2 separate regions of the Rattus norvegicus genome follow, and region 1 is linked to region 2. A link is a contact called in public Hi-C data. All regions are on one chromosome and are shown on one strand. The core of a region is the stretch at or near the end of the contact, and the rest is flanking DNA. Distances in the headings are between cores, read along the strand shown. Region 1 overlaps Cfap57 (cilia and flagella associated protein 57). Region 2 holds the start of Hyi (hydroxypyruvate isomerase).

What was found. A called contact is a pair of places that touch in the nucleus more often than the background predicts.
Region 1: a Hi-C map of the A7r5 cell line shows a contact between it and region 2, with 2.3 times the contacts expected there. The contact joins the enhancer-like site here to the promoter of Hyi in region 2. A contact is called at or near these places in 5 of 12 Hi-C or Micro-C datasets (the A7r5 cell line, Schwann cells, frontal cortex and 2 more).

Annotation. Positions count from the first base shown.
Region 1 is chr5:137,370,181-137,375,439 of GRCr8, reverse strand. The region is part of intron 19 of Cfap57 (cilia and flagella associated protein 57); the gene reads left to right. Among named protein-coding and RNA genes, the nearest start is that of Tmem125, 24 kb to the right of the region's middle. Within about 2 kb of position 2,594, at least 14 of the 93 cell types and tissues checked have an H3K27ac peak or open chromatin away from gene starts, as enhancers often do. A contact at or near this core is called in the A7r5 cell line and Schwann cells, where this site is marked.
Region 2 is chr5:137,178,012-137,182,941 of GRCr8, reverse strand. Hyi (hydroxypyruvate isomerase) reads right to left here and starts at 2,966. Exons shown (of 8, transcript NM_001398840.1): 1 at 2,735-2,966; 2 at 2,549-2,660; 3 at 1,282-1,396; 4 at 1,048-1,126; 5 at 915-964; 6 at 751-820; 7 at 531-665; 8 at 288-444. The coding sequence starts at 2,933. The coding sequence ends at 371. It overlaps Szt2 (SZT2 subunit of KICSTOR complex), which reads left to right. Exons shown (of 72, transcript NM_001427598.1): 72 at 1-294.

The DNA.
Region 1 (5,259 bases), core at 1,345-3,844, 190 kb before region 2:
TTAACGTCCTAATTGAAATACTGGGATGGGAACAGGGTGCAGTTTGGATTGAAACCAGATACTAGGTTGTAGAGTTACACGCAGTTGGGCAGAGAACACAGCAAATCCTGGCCACACCAAGGCACAGCTGGTCTCTTTCCCATTTTAAAACCAGCACCCCTTCCCACTATCCATTCAGATCACTTCTATTCTAGACCATAAAAATATTCAGAGACCGGGAAAGAGGAGCAGATGTGACTGGTCGGTCCCTTGGTACCAGCAACCACACACAGCCCTGCTAAGAGCCAGGGCTATCTAAAACATGGGCTTCAAGCACAGGAAGCTAGGCCAGGGTGACAGCAGTATTTGTCACCTTGTCTCACTGCCAAGTGGAGGACCTCAGCACATAAGCCTGAGGACTTCTGGGGGCTGGTCCCTCTCTCCACAACAAGTAGAAGTCCAAAGCAAAAGTCAGTTCCAGGAAAGAAGGAAGAGAAGACCGGAGGTTTGCTGCAAAGTGCAGATACCTGCATGAGGGTACTAGGGCAGACGCCATATTTCTTTCCCTCCCCCATTTCCTGGAGAATGCTGGGTAGGAGGGGGCAGAAGAACAGATTCAACCAATGCTCCTGTGAGGTAGATCGCAGAAAGTCTTCTGTCTTAAACAGTATTAAAACCTGTGTGTTAGTAGGACGTGGTGATGTACACCTTTAAACCCAGCACCCTGGAGGCAGAAGCAGGTGGATCTCTAGATTTGAGGCCAGCGTGTTCTACAGAACTAGTCCAAAAGGCAAAGAAACTGCCTTGAAAAGAAAGGAAGAGAGGAAGGAAAGGAGGGAGAGAAGGAGGGAGGAAAGGAAGGAGGAAGGAAACCTGTGTGCTGTGACTTCTGTGGATCTAGAAAAGTGACCCAGACACCATCTGAAAACAAGAAGGGAACCTGGGGGTACGGCTCTGGGTCCCACCAGCACCATCCCACGTGCACACAAAGACTTCTTACTGATTACATCAGGGGCTCTAGGTAAGACTGGCTTGCAAAAAGTTCCCAAGGGCTAGATTGAATCCAGGAATTCTGCGCACATCAGGTAAACATTCTATCACTGAGCCACATGGCCAGCTCAGAAGACACTTTAAAAAGAATGTTCTCTTTTAAAGAACTACTGTTCCAGGTGCCAAGACTGTTTTCTTTGATCTTGAGGTTAGGCAAGAGGGCCAGGCCAGAGTCACAGGAGGCTGCGTGGTCTATGCATGCAAAGCCCATCTAGGGGCTGTATTCTCACCCAGGATGTGGGAAGTGAGCAGACACAGTGTCCGTGCAGACCAAGGCAACAGCACTTTGCCGCTCTTTGGCCAGGAGACTGGGGGCCTCCAGAAACTGCTCTGTTTATCTGTAATATGGGACAAATGACACCAGCCCCAGGGACTGGTACAATGCTTGGCCAAGACAAACAGCAGCCACTGTCCTGGTACAGAATTGGGGCTCAAAAACTGCCATTTCTCTTCCTTTACCCCAGCAAAGGAATCAGTCGAGAGCTACTGTGGAAATAAATGGGTCTAAAAGTCCATCATTCATGGCCAGGGAGGCCTGTGGCCTGGGGTGGGAAAGAGGAACGCTACTGACTCCAGATGCACACACCCAGGTCCTCAACACTTTATCCCATATGGGCTAAGGAAAGCCAGGGCAGGCTTGGCGGCTGAGCAACTCACTGGAAAACAACTGAGGAAAAAGAATGAGGCCACCATCTCATTTGTATATCCAGATAGGAGCTCAGGGCCTCTCCACACCATTCCCCAGCTTATACAAATATGGAAATCCAAGTCGCTGTGCAATCCAAACACCTAGAATACACACTTTATTCCTTCCCTACACATTTTCCACGGTCTTTTTACACAACAAGCTGTGTCTCCGCCACAGAGGATTCCAAGATCGATACAAAGTATCGCCACCCTCAGAGAACTCCTGAGGGACGCCCACCATTATGTCTATCCAGTGGTGTGGGCCCGAGGAGGGAAACATGCTCCTAGAAGTCTTAAAGGAGTGAGGGTCATTGGAGTCTGGCCCCAGGGTGGCTAGAGGGTAGCTGAGGGCCAGCTGGGAGAAGAGCCCTGCTTCTAGGCAGAGGCAAAAGCTTGATAAAAAGCGTAGAATGTGGGGGGCTCCTGAACCCACAGACCTCAGTTTACTGCAGAGCATCTGAGGCAGCAAGAGCTGGCTGGAGCAGCCTTGGGTCGCGGTTCATCCTGAGTGTAGAGCAGAGTGCTTCTCGGGCACAGCTGTCACTGTCTCATAAAGATGGACCCCATTAGCAGAGAATTCAGTCTGGTGAGCAAAGAAGCAGGTGAGACAGGAAAACCTGTCAGGTTAGGGGTAAATAAAAGATCTTGGAGAGAGGAATGTGACAACGCCAAAGGCATATCAGAGTAGAAACGACGAATTGAGATGCCATGTCAGGCACGGGAGTGTGGTGGGAAAAGGAAGCAAGATAACCAGCAGGCTTTTCCGTACAGGTAGATGATCCTGCTAACAGATGTGAGGCTCCCTAGATCACAACCCTCATCCTTGGCCAGATCAGGTTCTTAAAGGCTTTGACTCAGAGAAACCAGTAGGGGGAGCTATGGGCATTCCCTTCCCTTTCCTTCCCTTCCCTGACATCACTATCAGAAAGTTCAGCCAAGACTTCACTTCTCTGTTCCAAAGGCCTAAGGCGGCCCTGGTTGGTTACCTTGTTTCAAAGCCTCCGCATGAACACCTCAGTGTCTGCAGACTGCTCTGGGATTTTCCAAACTTGAAAGTTGTTGAGCTCACTATCTTTTTTTTTTTATTTATTTAATTTACAAAGTCACACGCAGTTGACATCACTCTGACCTTTGGGTTCCTCAGAACCTAGGCTCCCCTAGAAAACATTTTTAGGGAACTCATTGTGTCTTTGTGGGCGTATCTTTGGCCATCCTTCTGTCTGAACCACTGGAATAAGACTGACGTAAAGAGGAGAGTAGACAAGTAGGAACAAGGCACCAGTCTGGAGGCGGACACAGCCATACTCAAACTCCCATTAGTCACTTTCTCAACGTCCTCACAGCCACAGGAATCTGAGAAACTTTCCCCATGAGGCTGCTGAAGGAGGTGATGCGCGCACACCGAGCGTGTGGAGGCTGCCGAGCCTCTCGGTTATTCTTAGCGTCATTTTTATCAGCACAGCAGTGGTGCCTTCCTTTCAGTTTGCTCCCTCGGGACTCCTGGCTGAGATAGCCTTCTCCACCCTCCGTCGTCGTCGTCTCTGCCTCTCACTGGGTTAGGTTCTGCTTCTGACTCAAATGACACCAGAGACTACAGCCAAGACAGACTTCCATCTTTAGCGTCAGCTCACAGATAACTATCAGGAACGGAGGCATTGGAGGTAAAGGGCCAATGAAGGAGCAAGAGCAGGTGCAGGGTTCTGGGCTCCATTTGATTTCTGGCCTCAGTTTCACTCCATTAAGATGGCGTCCCATGGAACTGGAGAGACGGTTCTGTGGCTTACAGGATTTGCTGCTCTTCCAAAGGACTCAGGTTCAATTCCCAGCACCCACAGCTCACGACTATCTGTAAGTCTAGTTCCGGGGGATCCAATGTCCTGTTCCTGCTTCCTCGGGCACCAAGCATGCCCATGATACACAGATGTATTCAGGCAAAACACCCATACACATAAAATAAAATAATAAGGGGGAATAAAGAGGGGCTCATCATGGAGGTGTCAAAAAACTGGCAGTGGGGTCAAAGACAGGGACTCACACCACAGGGTACCAGGAGCCTGAAATCTCAGTCACAGGGTCGTGGGCTGCCGAGGGGTAGGGAGAACCTAGGACTCTGCCCGGAGTCATTCCACTAGAGGAAAGGGGCTGCCAGACAGCCGAAACACAAAACTGATGGGACTCAGTGACACAATGGTTGGATGTGCCTAGGAGAGGAACCTGAGAGGACTAGACAGGGCACCCATAGCCTCTAGTCTCTGTCCCAGTGTTCTACTTTTATTGAATGAGGCAAAAGTGAAGCTAAACAAAGCCAGCTAAGAGAGGTTAAAAAAAAAGCGCCCCCACCCCCAGCAAGCCCCCAGGCCCGTAAGTATGCCCAGTTCTTTGTGGCTCTCAAAAGACCCTCTCCTCGGTCTCTGTGCCCACCACGTTCTTCACCTGCTTATCCAGCCCACAAATATTTACTGAGCACCTCCCATGCAGCGCGATGCCCTAGGTCTTAGTGTCCAATTAAAGAACTGTATTGAAGCAGTCGCACTATGGTATAAAGCCGGCCTGGAAAAGACCCAGGGGAGGCGGGCAGGGAATTTTACTACAGCACCTGGAAAGGAAGATGAATGACTGTCATCAGGGCCTAAAAAAGTAAGGCATTAGATGGAGAAAACCCTCCAGCTCAGAAAAACAGGCATGGGGCCTGGCCTGGAGAATGGGGACTGGCAGGGAACTGCTTCCAACATGGAGGGGATCTTTAAAGTGTGCAGTGTTGAGATGTAGTGGCCTGCTGAAACTCTAAAGGTCTAGGTCTGCGCTTAAACTGAGAGTCTCTGAGGAGGGGGTCTCTGGGTTCTCTCTAGCAGGCCCTGCTCTCTCCAGGGCTCCCCAGGTGCTTCCTCACAGCTGAGGACTTGTCCTCCAAGCTCTGGCCCGACACCCCCACCCAGCAGTGCCCCCATGTGGTCCTAAACCGCACCGTCCAATAGACAGAGCATGGAGACAGGCACTGCCACTTAGGAAAACAGAGACTTGGGCTGGGGAAATGGCTCAGTAGGTGAAGCACTTGTTGCACAAGTGTGAAGACGCCCTGCTCCCACATACACAGCTGCCGTGACTGTGTGTGCCTGCAACCTCAGTGCTGTGGGCAGAAGAGGTGGGAGAGCTGTAGGCAGAGAGCTCTAGGCCCAGTGAGAGACTGTGTCTCAGCAGGACACCTGATGTCCCCCTCTAGCCACCATGCCCACATAGACGTGCACATGCACATCTAATACATTCTCTCTCTCTCTCTCTCTCTCTCTCTCTCTCTCTCTCTCTCTCTCTCTCTGTCTGTCTCTCATACAAAGAAGAAATAGTTTCGGAACTTGCACCAGAACCACTGATTCAGCAGCTCCATTTAACTATGCTGAGTTGATTTAGTTGCGGACATGTATAAAACAGGCTGAACCCTGAGGCTATGGGCCCTGAGAACAAAGTGGCCAATTGCTCCATACCTACAGGGACAGGGACTCCTCCCTGGCGATATCTGAGGAGGACCCTCGTGCTAAGTGTGAAGTG
Region 2 (4,930 bases), core at 1,717-4,216:
ATTTGGTCATCACTGTTGGACATTACCATTGCGATAAGACTTGGTTCTGATCTCGACTCTGCCTGTCAAGCACTGGTCACCAGTTTTACCTCCTCCTGTCCCCACTGGACCTTTGGTTCCTCATCTTTAGATGAGAAGGGCTCAGAAGCTCTCCTGTGTCCATAGCAACCCTGGCACGAACTGAAGGATCTGAGCTTGAGCTATGTGTCCCTTCTCAGCGGGAGGGAATTAACCCAGAATTGAAGCATTAGACACTATGTGTCCCCCACCCCTGTAATATACACATAGAAAATGCTCAGTGTGATTTTAATGCAGAGGAAGGACCTCAGGACACTAGCCTCAGAGCGGTATACAGGTACTGTGCAGGACCTTACTGGCCAGTCCGTGGGTGGCCCCATCTGTCCCAGTATGAACGTAGCCAGCTCAGACCCTCCACTGTGTCTCCTGCAGTAAGAGAGAGGCAATGCAATCTCTACCTATAGGGAAAGAACCACCCCGTCCAACCTCTGTCCCTCTAGTGTCCCCGTCACCTCGAGGCCGATACTCGCAGCCCACAAATCCTTGGTAGCCCTCATCTTCTAGCAGCTGGAACAGGTAAGTAAAGTCCAGCTCTCCAGAGCTGCCTGGCTCCCCTCGGTCTGGGACCTGTGCCACTTGCACATGCCCTAGGGACAGAAGGGGAGAGAGACAGGTCAGCAAAGGGTGGAGAAGATGGCAAATGTTAGAACACCAGACCAGGATAGCCCTCACCAACGATGGGCAGGAACTCCCTGATGTTTCCAGTCAGATTCCCATCCATGACCTGCCAGTGGAATATGTCCTGGGGAGAAGAATGTCAGTCAGAACCCTCATGTGTCCTCCACAGTTCTTCCCAGCGCCAAAGACTTGGCCTCCTGGAACCATCTTCAGCTCACCATTTGCAATTGCAGATTGGGTCTCCCAACCTTCTGCAAGATGGCTGCCGCTGGGGGACAGGGAGACAGCCATGAGACTTTGGAACAATTGGATCAAAGAGGACTAGAAGGTGGCATAGGACCAGATTCCTACCCTGCTGGGGAGTGTCCAGGAAATACTGGGGGTCTGTGATGCGCGTGTTAATGGGCTCCAGCAATCCCACGAGGTTCTCCTAGAACCATGGAGGAGGCTGTCAAGGGCTCCTTCCCACATCCATCCCAGTCTGTCACCGGGCAGTGACCTCATCCATTCCTTTGTACATCATCTACTGTCCCCACTGTGTACCTCCTCTCTCCCCAACACAGTAGGTATGTTTCCACCTCTTACCTGAGCCAGAACCTCAGCCGCATGCCTCAGGTTCTCCACAAAGACTGTCTCCATCTCACCCTTGACTGCCTCTCGGTCAGCCCCTCGGGGTACTCGGCCAGCCATCAGGTGGATCCTGTGGAAAGGGTGGGCTCATGCCTCCCTGTGCATCTCTTTTCAGACGCCCTCTAAGTATACCAGACTCCCCGGGCCTTCTGTCCAGACAATGGGGCATGATGCGGCAGCCTCCTGAGCTTCCGTGTCAGCCCAAGGCAAGTCACCATGCCTCTTCAGTCAACCCACCAGAGCCTCGCCCAGCACTTACTCCTATACTCTTAGCCCTCCCTTCCCTCTTTCCTTCTCAGCCTATGAGTATTCTTGAGGCTTTTTAGTTTTTTTCCCAGATTGTGAAAATGTATCTGTGTATGAGTGTTTTACCTGTGTACTGTGTGTGCCTGGCGCCCTTGGGATCAGATGCCCTGTTACTGGATGTTACTGGTTGAGTTGCTGAGGGAACTGGCAACCCAATCCAGGTCCTCTGCAAGAGCAACAAGTGCCCTTAACTGCTGAGCCACCTCTCCAGCCCAGAGGCTCACCTTTTAAAATGACTATGACCTTTGCCCTTTCAGAGAGTCCATGTTGCTTAACCCTGCTTTGGCTTCCCAAATGCTCTGCCCCTACACAGACCAGCAATGAGTCTCTTGCCACCTGTTGCTTCCTGGTGTTTATGGGATTCAGCAGTCCATGAGGTTTTCCTAGAACCATACTGGAGACTGACAAGGGCTCCTCCCCACATCTCTCCACTTCTTGTCTCTCTTCCCAGCTGCCAGCAGGTATCCATCCCTTGGAACTCAGTATTTACCACCTCCAGCCTCATTAACTCAGCTGGACACAACAACCCTCCTCTTGGCAGGGCCACAGCCTCCTTTCCTGAATAGTGTACCTCCCCCTATAAAGTGAATGTGTGGGCCGGCCAAATTCAGTTCCTGCATCACTATCTGCAAACAGTTTTCTCCTAGTAGGGATTAGGTGCCCGCCCTACCACACCTCCACCCTTGGCCGCCTGCTTTCTCGACCTTATTAGCTTCCTAACCAGACCCCCGCTCCCAGCACAGGATCCCGGTATGATCAGAGTATGATAGCAGCGTGACATACGGAATGACACTAACAGATGAAATACAAAAAGCAGTCTACAAAGGCCCCGGCCACAGCAGTGTCTCTGCTCACAGCTTTCTTCCCACCCGGCCCTGTGGTCAAGGGAGGGCAGGAGGCAAGGGAGGGAGGGTACCTGGGGCAGCCTAGAGCCTTGGCGTACAGCACAGCCTGCTCCAGCCCCTCTCGGAAGGCTGCCTGTCTCCCGGGGACAGCCCCCAGCCCCATCTCCCCCTTCTCGTGGTCTCCTGTGGAGAGAACCAGCGTCAGTGCGGGCCTGGCTCCCCGCAACCCTTGCCGCTCCCCAGCCCCGGGCGCGCACCCCGCGGCGTGTTGATGAGCACTAGCCGCAGTCCCGCGGCCCGCGCCGCACTCGCCAGCGCCTGGGGTGACTCGGCGTACGGCCAGGCCACCTCGGCTGCTTCGAAGCCTGCACGGCCCGCGGCATGCAGCCGCTCGGGGACCCCGGGGAGCTCCGGGAACAGCCAAGAGACATTGGCGGAGAAGCGGAGCGGAGCCATGCCGGCGGAAGGCGGTGGCGAGGGCGTGGCCTCGGGTCAGGAAGCCAGGCCATCAGCGAGGGGCGGAGCGAGGCCGCCCAGCCCAGTTCAAATAAAGGGAGGTGGACCTGCGAACTAATTGCCTGGTGAAAAGGAGGTAGCTGTTCGTTAAGTAACGTCCGAAAGCTTTGAACAAATAGCTTTATTTGAGGCCGAGTCTCGTACATATGCTGACCCAGGACTCCGGCTGCCATCCTGCCCCGACCTCCCTATGTAGGATTACAGGCCTACCTCCGCCACACTCGGATCTTTATGCCAGCAGCTCTCACACCGCCCGCCCATTGGTTTTCCCTTAGACTAAACACTAAGCGAGCTTTTTCTTTTTTCCTCAGAAAATTCGGATTGTGTCATATATAGTTTTATAGCCTGTTTTCAAATGACGACCTATTAGCATTCCCCCATGTTCAGTACTCTTCAAAGTCATGCCAATCGCTGCTTATTGTTGCGTTGCACACTTAGACAACCCATAATTATCATATCGCTGTGGATGGTGTGTACGCGCACGCGCACTGTTGGAGCACATTAAAACACCTCTGGGTCCCCATCTCTGCACCTTTTTCCTTAGATTCCCTTTTTAAAGATTTCCATCACAGTGCTGGCCAGTCCTGGATGTTTGTCCATAAAAGAAACTGCTGTACCGGGTAACTGCGCTAAGCAGCTGGGGGCGTGGCGGTCTACGCCTCCACTGATTGGGTCACGGAGGATAACCTCAAGGGCAGCCTACCTGGCCAATCAAGATTCGCTTAGTTTTGTCACACGACTAGGTCTGTGGAAACCATAAAAGATGATTGATAGATAGTTGGATAGACAGACAGACAGGCAGACCGACAGCAGACAGATGATAAAATAAAGGCAGATCTCAGAAGAGTATAACTGAGACCTTATAATTAAAGGGACCCGGAAACCCCTCTGTCCTCGGCACAGTCGAGTACTTATCTCACCTTGTAGAGCCTCCTGTGTTTCTTGAAACAATTTGGACAAACCTCTTTTCACTTACAAAAACACAGATTTCTGTAAACATAGAATATACACCAAAAGAAGAAACAGGCTTGAATACTTTTATGTGTATGGGTGTTTTGCCCACTTGTATGTCTGTGCATCACACTCATGCAGTACCAATGGAGGCCAGAAGAGGGCATCAATGCAACTCAGTCAGACACCCAGGTGTATAAGTAAGGATCATGCCATCCTTACGCTGCCATGTGCTTAGAGGTTCCTCTCTTGCAGCTCTGCCTCAGACTCACCAGCTCCCCATCACCTGATTCCTGGCCCAATTACAGTTGCATTTTCTCTCAGACCTTTGACTTGTTCTGGAGCCTGTCTCTTGGCTAGAGTCCGATCAGTTTGTGGCCTCTTAACTAAGTTTAGCTTGTTAATCAATCAACAGGTTCACAATCCAGAGTGACACCCACGGGAAGACATCTTTATTAGCTCTTCACTGTAAGTCTGTCACCTGTACCAAGGTAATTATAATTAAATCCTAGTCACACCACCACCTCCCGAGTTCTGAATCAGGAACTAAATGTTCTAACCCAGAGTGACCACACCCTCTTCTCATTCCTTATGACAGCAGGGAGAGTTTAATGAACTAGGTGGGGATGACTCGTAATTCCTCTATTCCCTTATGGCTTTCAATAAAATAGATACACACAGAGCACAATGTCCATGAAAACAATTTCCCCCTTTTTCCATGCTAGAGATCGAACGCAGACCCCCGTACATGGGATATATGTTTCTTCACCGAACTACACCCTGGCCTACAAAGTATTTTCTTCACTCATAACTTGGTCATCTATAGTTTCTGGCACTTTATGACACTGGCATCTTACTAAATTATTATGGCGTTTCCACTCTTGGCATCTTAACTTTTACCCAGAGAATTTGCATAGGAGTTTGCATGTTTCGTTATGGTGTCAACAACCTGTAAATAGTTAATGGATGATAGCTAAAGCTCGAGG